Linked DNA regions of Ovis aries: region 2 is linked to region 1. A link is a contact called in public Hi-C data. All regions are on one chromosome and are shown on one strand. The core of a region is the stretch at or near the end of the contact, and the rest is flanking DNA. Distances in the headings are between cores, read along the strand shown. Region 1 overlaps VPS35L (VPS35 endosomal protein sorting factor like). Region 2 overlaps KNOP1 (lysine rich nucleolar protein 1).

The links. Hi-C and Micro-C count contacts between places; a contact is called where the count stands out from the background.
Region 2: a contact with region 1 is called in a Hi-C map of hypothalamus, with 2.2 times the contacts expected there. The contact joins two enhancer-like sites. A contact is called at or near these places in 4 of 16 Hi-C or Micro-C datasets (hypothalamus, mixed tissues, skin fibroblasts and 1 more).

Annotation. Positions count from the first base shown.
Region 1 is chr24:17,670,204-17,673,480 of ARS-UI_Ramb_v3.0, forward strand. It overlaps VPS35L (VPS35 endosomal protein sorting factor like), which reads left to right. Exons shown (of 31, transcript XM_060405752.1): 9 at 2,140-2,199. Among named protein-coding and RNA genes, the nearest start is that of VPS35L, 43 kb to the left of the region's middle. Within about 2 kb of position 1,493, at least 4 of the 54 cell types and tissues checked have an H3K27ac peak or open chromatin away from gene starts, as enhancers often do. A contact at or near this core is called in hypothalamus, where this site is marked.
Region 2 is chr24:17,770,685-17,773,961 of ARS-UI_Ramb_v3.0, forward strand. It overlaps KNOP1 (lysine rich nucleolar protein 1), which reads right to left. Exons shown (of 5, transcript XM_027961691.2): 5 at 176-3,277. Among named protein-coding and RNA genes, the nearest start is that of IQCK, 16 kb to the right of the region's middle. Within about 2 kb of position 1,752, at least 14 of the 54 cell types and tissues checked have an H3K27ac peak or open chromatin away from gene starts, as enhancers often do. A contact at or near this core is called in hypothalamus, where this site is marked.

The sequences.
Region 1 (3,277 bases), core at 243-2,742:
CTTGCCTCTCCTCCAGGGTGGTGTGAACCTGAGCCTTGGTCTCTTCACTTGTGGAATGGGAACTTCCCATTGTGAAGTTCCCGCACCTTCACTTGTGGAATGTAGACCTTGCCTCTGGGAACTTCTGGGGAGAATTTTAATTGGGAGAATGTGCAGGAGGCACATGATGTCTGTCCCCTTCTAGGAACTGGCAGGGTCAGTGTCAAAGTAAGGTGCTCAGAAAATGTTAACTGTTGTCACTGATCTCTTGTATTTCAGTGTCTTTGGTTTATAAGAAAGTGAATCAAGAAAGGAAAGGAATCTAGGATCAGGTGTTATTTCTCAAAATAGTTGTCCACTAACTTAATGATGCTGAAGCTGAAGCTCCAATACTTTGGCCACCTGATGCGAAGAGTTGACTCAATTGAAAAGACCCTTGATGCTGGGAAAGATTGAGGGCAGGAGGAGAAGGGGATGACAGAGGATAAGATGGTTGGATGGCATTACCGACTCAATGGACATGAGTTTGGGTAAACTCTGGGAGTTGATGATGGACAGGGAGGCCTGGTGTGCTGTGGTTCATGGGGTCACAAAGAGCTGGACACGACTGAGTGATTGAACTAAACTGAAGTTAACAAAGGAAAACAAATGTTCACCCAGCTCTTTTGGCTGAAAATGGTTTAGTAGTTAAAGGCCCCTTAGAATATGAAGGTGAAATACAAAAATGTCTTTTTTTAAAAAAAAAAAAAAGAAGGCCGGTTTTGGAGAGATGGTAAGCTTTTTGTGGAGTAAAGGCATTGGGTTCTCTGAAGTTGGGTCCACACACCTGAGGAGGTGTGAGAAGTCACACGGCTGCCCAGCGTGGCCTGCTGTGCTGTGCACATGCAGTCCCAGTGCTCGGAGTTCTGTGCCCATCTCAGGAGGCCTCTCTCGGCATCAGATGTGGCTGCCTTGGAGAGCCTGTGACTGCAGGTAACCAAATGCTTTCTGCCAGGAGGTCAAAGGCAGGTAGCTTTGAGAACTGGGGCTCGGTCCCTGAGGCTTCTTAGGAACTTCTAAATTGAATCCATGGTTTGGAGCTGTGGTTCTCGTCTTCAGTTACATACCTGGAGAGCTTTAAGAACACTTTCAGTGGCCAAGCTGTGCCCCAGACCATTTACATTAGAACCTCTGAGGACAGATTCCACACAAGCATATTTTCAAGTGCCTCAGGGGCTTCCCTGGTGGTTTAGTGGTAAAGAATCTGCCTGCAGTGCAGAAGATTCGGGAGACTCATTCCCTGGGTTGGGGAGATCCCCTGGAGGAGGAAATGGCAACCCAATCTAGTATTCTCATCTGAAGAATTCCATGGACAGAGGAGCCTGGTGGGCTACAGTACATGAGGTTGCAAAGAGTTGGACAACTAAGTGGCTAACACTTTCAGCCTATCAGATGTGTTGGAGAGTCTCTTGTGGAGACCTTGAGGAGGTGGCTCACCTTGGGAACGGGTACTAGCCGCTGCAGTCCTGGAAGGTTCCCCTTGGCGTAAGCCCTCTTGGAGGTTGCCATTGACCCCACCACAGAGCCTGTAGATCCCAGGCTCTGCTTGTTTCTTTTTGAAGTAAAACTGACGTGCGTTAGTTCCTGTTATATAACACAGTGATTTCAAAATGATCTCCACAATAAGTCATTAGTATTTATCATGATATAAAGATAATACGTAATTATTGTCTATATTTCCCATAACTACATTTCATACGCATGAGTCATTTATCTCCCTCATTGTTTCTCTCCTTCCCCTCCTCCCTGGCAACCACCTGTTTGTTCTTTGTATCTGTTACTCTCTGTTATTTGTTGTTTGTTGGTTTGCTTTTAGATTTCACATATAAGTGAAATCATATAAGTGAAAGACAGTATTTGCCTTTCTCTGTCTGACTTACTTTGCCTGGCATAAGTGAAGGATCACTTTTCTGCCTCTTCACAGAAAGTGAAGTTCCCTGTTTTAATTAAAATCGAGAAGAATCATGGCTTAAACATTGGGTCCACTAGGTGGCAGCATACTCTCACAAGTTGAAGCTCATCCTGGCGCTGGCACCATCTCTGTCCCTAATTAAGAAATGTTAATTTAGTGTTTGCACCTGAAGGGCATGATGCTGACGCCATATGTCCTTTTCTCCCCAGGGAAGCTGGTTTACGAGCGCATCTTTTCCATGTGTGTGGATAACCGCAGTGTCTTACCAGGTAATGTCATAGCTGTTCCAACGGGTTTCATTCTGCCCTCAAGTCGGGGTTAGAAGGTTTATATCAAGTCAGGATTTATTGAGACCTGAAATTTTTTGTGTGTTAAAAGTTAAAGAAACACTGTTACAGTTTTTTGATCATCTCAGTCTTTGAAAAGCAGCCCAGCTAGGGATTTGAGCAAGTAATTTGAATCTGCAAGAATGGAAAGGTCCTATGATTAGATTCAACTGAACTTTTATACCAACTTAAATTTCTCTGCTGCTTGACATTTTAATATTTTTCCTATATATCTTTCCTAAGAAGCAAATTGCTTTATAGAGCTAATTTTATATTAAAGAACAATGTCAGATAAATCAAAAATAACAGATACTTTGCATCTACAGTATATGCCCAAGTGATATTTGCATTAAATTTATTGCGGCTCAATTTTGAACGCTCAGGAGGTTATACTGGGACAATGAGATCACAAATTCATTTTGTCACATAAATGAAAGATGACGATGAGGCTAGCATGGAACTCGCAGCAACGGCATCCATTCTGTCTCACTCCTCCTCCTGAGTTCTAGCACTGCCGGGAGGAAGCGTGCTTATCTGCTCGAGTTAGAACAACAGGCTGTCTTCACTGCCATCCCACCTCGTCCTGCTCCTGCTTCCCTGGAGGATGAAGCGATGGCATCAGACAGACCTGCAATTTGACTTTTCTTTTTGTCTGTTAATCGGTCTTGTCTTGTCTGTCTGGTTTTCCTTTTCTTTTTTGTCTTTCTCTCTCTGTGTCTCTTTCGCTTTTGCTGTTTCGTTCATCGTCTCTTTTTTTTCTCTCTTCTCTTTCTGTTTCCTTCTTTTCCGTCCTTCCATCATCCACGTTGTTAAAACTAGTTAATATGCACATTTCTCAGAAAGCAAGACAGAACTCTACAGACCTTTAGGGCTAGAAAAGCTCTTTGGAATCACCTCGTCTCATTTTAGGGGGGCCCCACCCAGTGGGAAAGAGCTAGGAACTTGGTGCAGTCCTGCCACCAGCAAATGAGAGCCTGGCTCTGAGTGCTGGACCTGCAGCATCCATTATGCTGCACAGTTG
Region 2 (3,277 bases), core at 502-3,001, 100 kb after region 1:
TTATGATTTATATAAACTCATGTTTTAACTGAATAATTTGGGACCAAGAATATGCTGTGGATTTTCTGCCAGCTTAACAGTGAACCCCACCCCACCCCCACCCCAAGAATTCTGCTGAGAAAATGGCCTCCACTGAAGCAGAGTGTACTGAACAAAATACATTGAGAAAGCATGGTGGCATTGCTCAAATATTCCCAAGTGGCCTTTATTACACAAGATTATTCCATTAAAATCGTTTCCTATACCACTTTTACCATATGATACTGTTCAAATGAAAAATCAATTGGCAAATTCAAATTATGCACTTTTAAGTCATTTCTTCTATTTTGAGTCTATATACACCAGATGGCATCAGTGCCCAAGCCCGAGTCAAGCCTGAATTTCTATTGCTCTTCCATTAACCTGAACTTGGACTTTCACATTAGGTCAGGGATACGTTACACCAAAGCAGCTTCTGATTCACGCGTCACCCTGGCCCAGGTGAAAGCTGAGATTTTCAGTGTTCTCATGTGGGCTCCCCAGCCTGTTAACTAAATTAGCCAGTCTCTGAAGACTGCAGCCTACATGGCGTGAGGTCTACGATAGTGAAGAATGATGGAACCAGAAGAAAAAATTTTTAGGAAATAAGGTAAAAATGAAAACCTGCATGAGACCTGTATTAATTTATTGCTGCTTTAAACTGCCACACTTAGGGGTTTAAAATGTCACAGTTTTATCACCTTACAGCTCTACTGGTCTGAAGTCCAGTGGTCTTTCCTTCAAAATGAAGGTGTTGGCCGGGCTGCATTCTTCCGGAGTCTATAGGGAGAATCGGTTTTCTTGCCTTTCCCAGCTTCTAGAGGCCGCCCACATGCCTTGGCATGGGGTTCCTTTGTCTTCAAACTAGTGACAGCTTGTTGAGTGTCTCTTACAAATCTCTTGAGTCTTCTGTCTCTGTCTTCTATTGATACTTTTAATCCTGGATTATCTGGGTAGACCCAGTCAAATCATACTACTGATTAGCAACCTTAATTCCATCTGCTACCTTCAACTCCTGTTTTATCACAACATATTAACAGGTTCCAATGAGGACTGGGATGGGCGGGGGGGGGGGGGGGGGGGGGGATGCATAGAACCTGAACAGTTCTGTTTGTAGAGCTAAACACACAATTTTTAAGGGAAGAACTCTAATCCGGCAAATACTTTTGATGGGCCAATCTAGATGCAGAAGGGTGGCCTCAGGGAGGAATTTAGTGGGAAACAGCAGGAAACCACCTCAAGGAATAAAGTGGTTAAGAATCCTGAGGTTTGGGGAACAGCTGGATAAAGGCAATTGTAAGGAGGGAAGGCCCTTGCCATACATAGGAGGAGGGTCAGTCTGTGAGAAATCCCCAAGGGAGAAAAGGCCAACGTGCTTGAGAACAGGGTGGTTATATATTCAACTAAAACCTTGGCTGTGCTTACATACCAGACACCCCCACCCACCTCTCCCAGATTCTGAGTAAAAATCCAAAAACTGCTTTGTTCCAGTGGAGAGAGGCTGTGTGCTACACAGAATCAACAAATGAACATGGAAAATCACACCAAAAAAACACCTTGCAGAAAGCTTGAGGAGGACCCAGGACATGGGGCAAAGTGGAGAGGGGTGACTCAAGACAGTGTTCAGTTTACAAAAGGACAGAGAGGTCCAGTTAACCTCAGAGCTGGAGCCGTCGCTAGAGCAGCATGGTCTGCACCTACGAGAGCAGCCGAGACAAGGCTAAGTTCAATCTGAGGACACCTGGCATCCTGCCGTCTTGGCTGTCCAACCTTCTCTGCTTAGACCCTGCTTCAGGAACAGACTAATAAACCTTCCCAAGCCAAGTGGAACTCTTCAGCCAGTGTGCTAGAAAGTCAAATCCTATCACAGAGAGACTACACACTGGACGGCGAGAGGGGAATGGCCTGACCATCACACCCCTAACGAGAAGGACCATGATGGGGACAGGTGGGGGACAACTGCTCATCCACTCTCCAGAATCACACAGTACATGGGTGAGCACGGTCCTTCCTGACAGCCTTGCAGGCCCAAACTGATGTGAGCTCTCAGCAAGACACAGGGATCAGAGACGTGGTTGGTCCTTTCACACTGGGCCAAGTTCCTATAGGGTGAATCAAGACCACCCGTCGGAAGAGGACATGCCCTGAAGAGCTAACTCAATGCAGAACCTTACCGTGTAGGCCTCTTCTGTTATGTATCTCAAGACTGAATCCGTGGAGGGCCACCAGAATCACGGCTATCACAGGTATGTGGGACTCTAGACCTGGCCAATGGTTGCTGGCCAGGGCCCAGGCAGACTGGCCTCCACTCTGCCCGCTGGGCCAGTAATGGACCCACACTCACCTTGCCAGCATCTGAACCTATCTCCCTGACTGGCCTGAGAATTTCCCTCTACATGCCAGGCTGGCTCAAGAATGGACGGGCAACGCTGGGCACCCAATGCTGGGCAACAAGTTATGACAAAATGGCTTCTGGAAGTTTCCTTGAACCACAAGAAGCTTTCTCTTCTCCCTCTGGAATAGTCCAGTGTCTTGATTTGCTGCATGGAATTGCTACAGCCATCTTTCCAACAAGCTGAAGCCAGGGTAGGATGGTAGAGCAGAGAGGAAGCGTTTGTTTCCTTCATGGGAAGCTGAATCAACTCCCTACACAGGACTCCCCCTTCCATGTGAGACTGAATTTCCTGGCCGCCCAGGCCTGCCTGAGATAGCATGTCTGGCGGGGGAGTTCAAGCCAAGTGGTGTGAAAAAGGCCCATGCAGAACTTATATTCTGGGAAGCAAAATGTTAGGTGAATGGAGAGAAGGTAGTCACATGTCACTCGGGAGGGCGGTACCGGGAGTTTGTGAGGCTGGCTGCAGCATCAATGCTTTGGAAACACTGTTCCCAGGCTGATGAGGCAGCGCCCTGTCACCATCTCTGTGCCTCCTGACATTCGACCTCCTCTATGGAAGTCACTTAGGATTCTCTTCCTTGTGGTTGGAAAGAATCCAATAAACACGTCCCTGGGAATGAACGTGCCATTCGTGCATGTGGAGGATTAGCCAATTGCTCTCTTAAATGCCTTGCTCAGAATCCAGTTAAAGCAGAAAGATTAAATCCCAGCACAGCCCTGGGGATGGAAGGAACACAGACTGCAGAAGGCATGATGGGTTTAGAAACAGTTTCCCAGTGGCAGAGGCAGCTCAGCCACATCTGTTTGGTGGGAATGCTCTCTGCTTGTGGCTACTCCAACAAGGGGGAGGGGAACAAGCTTGCT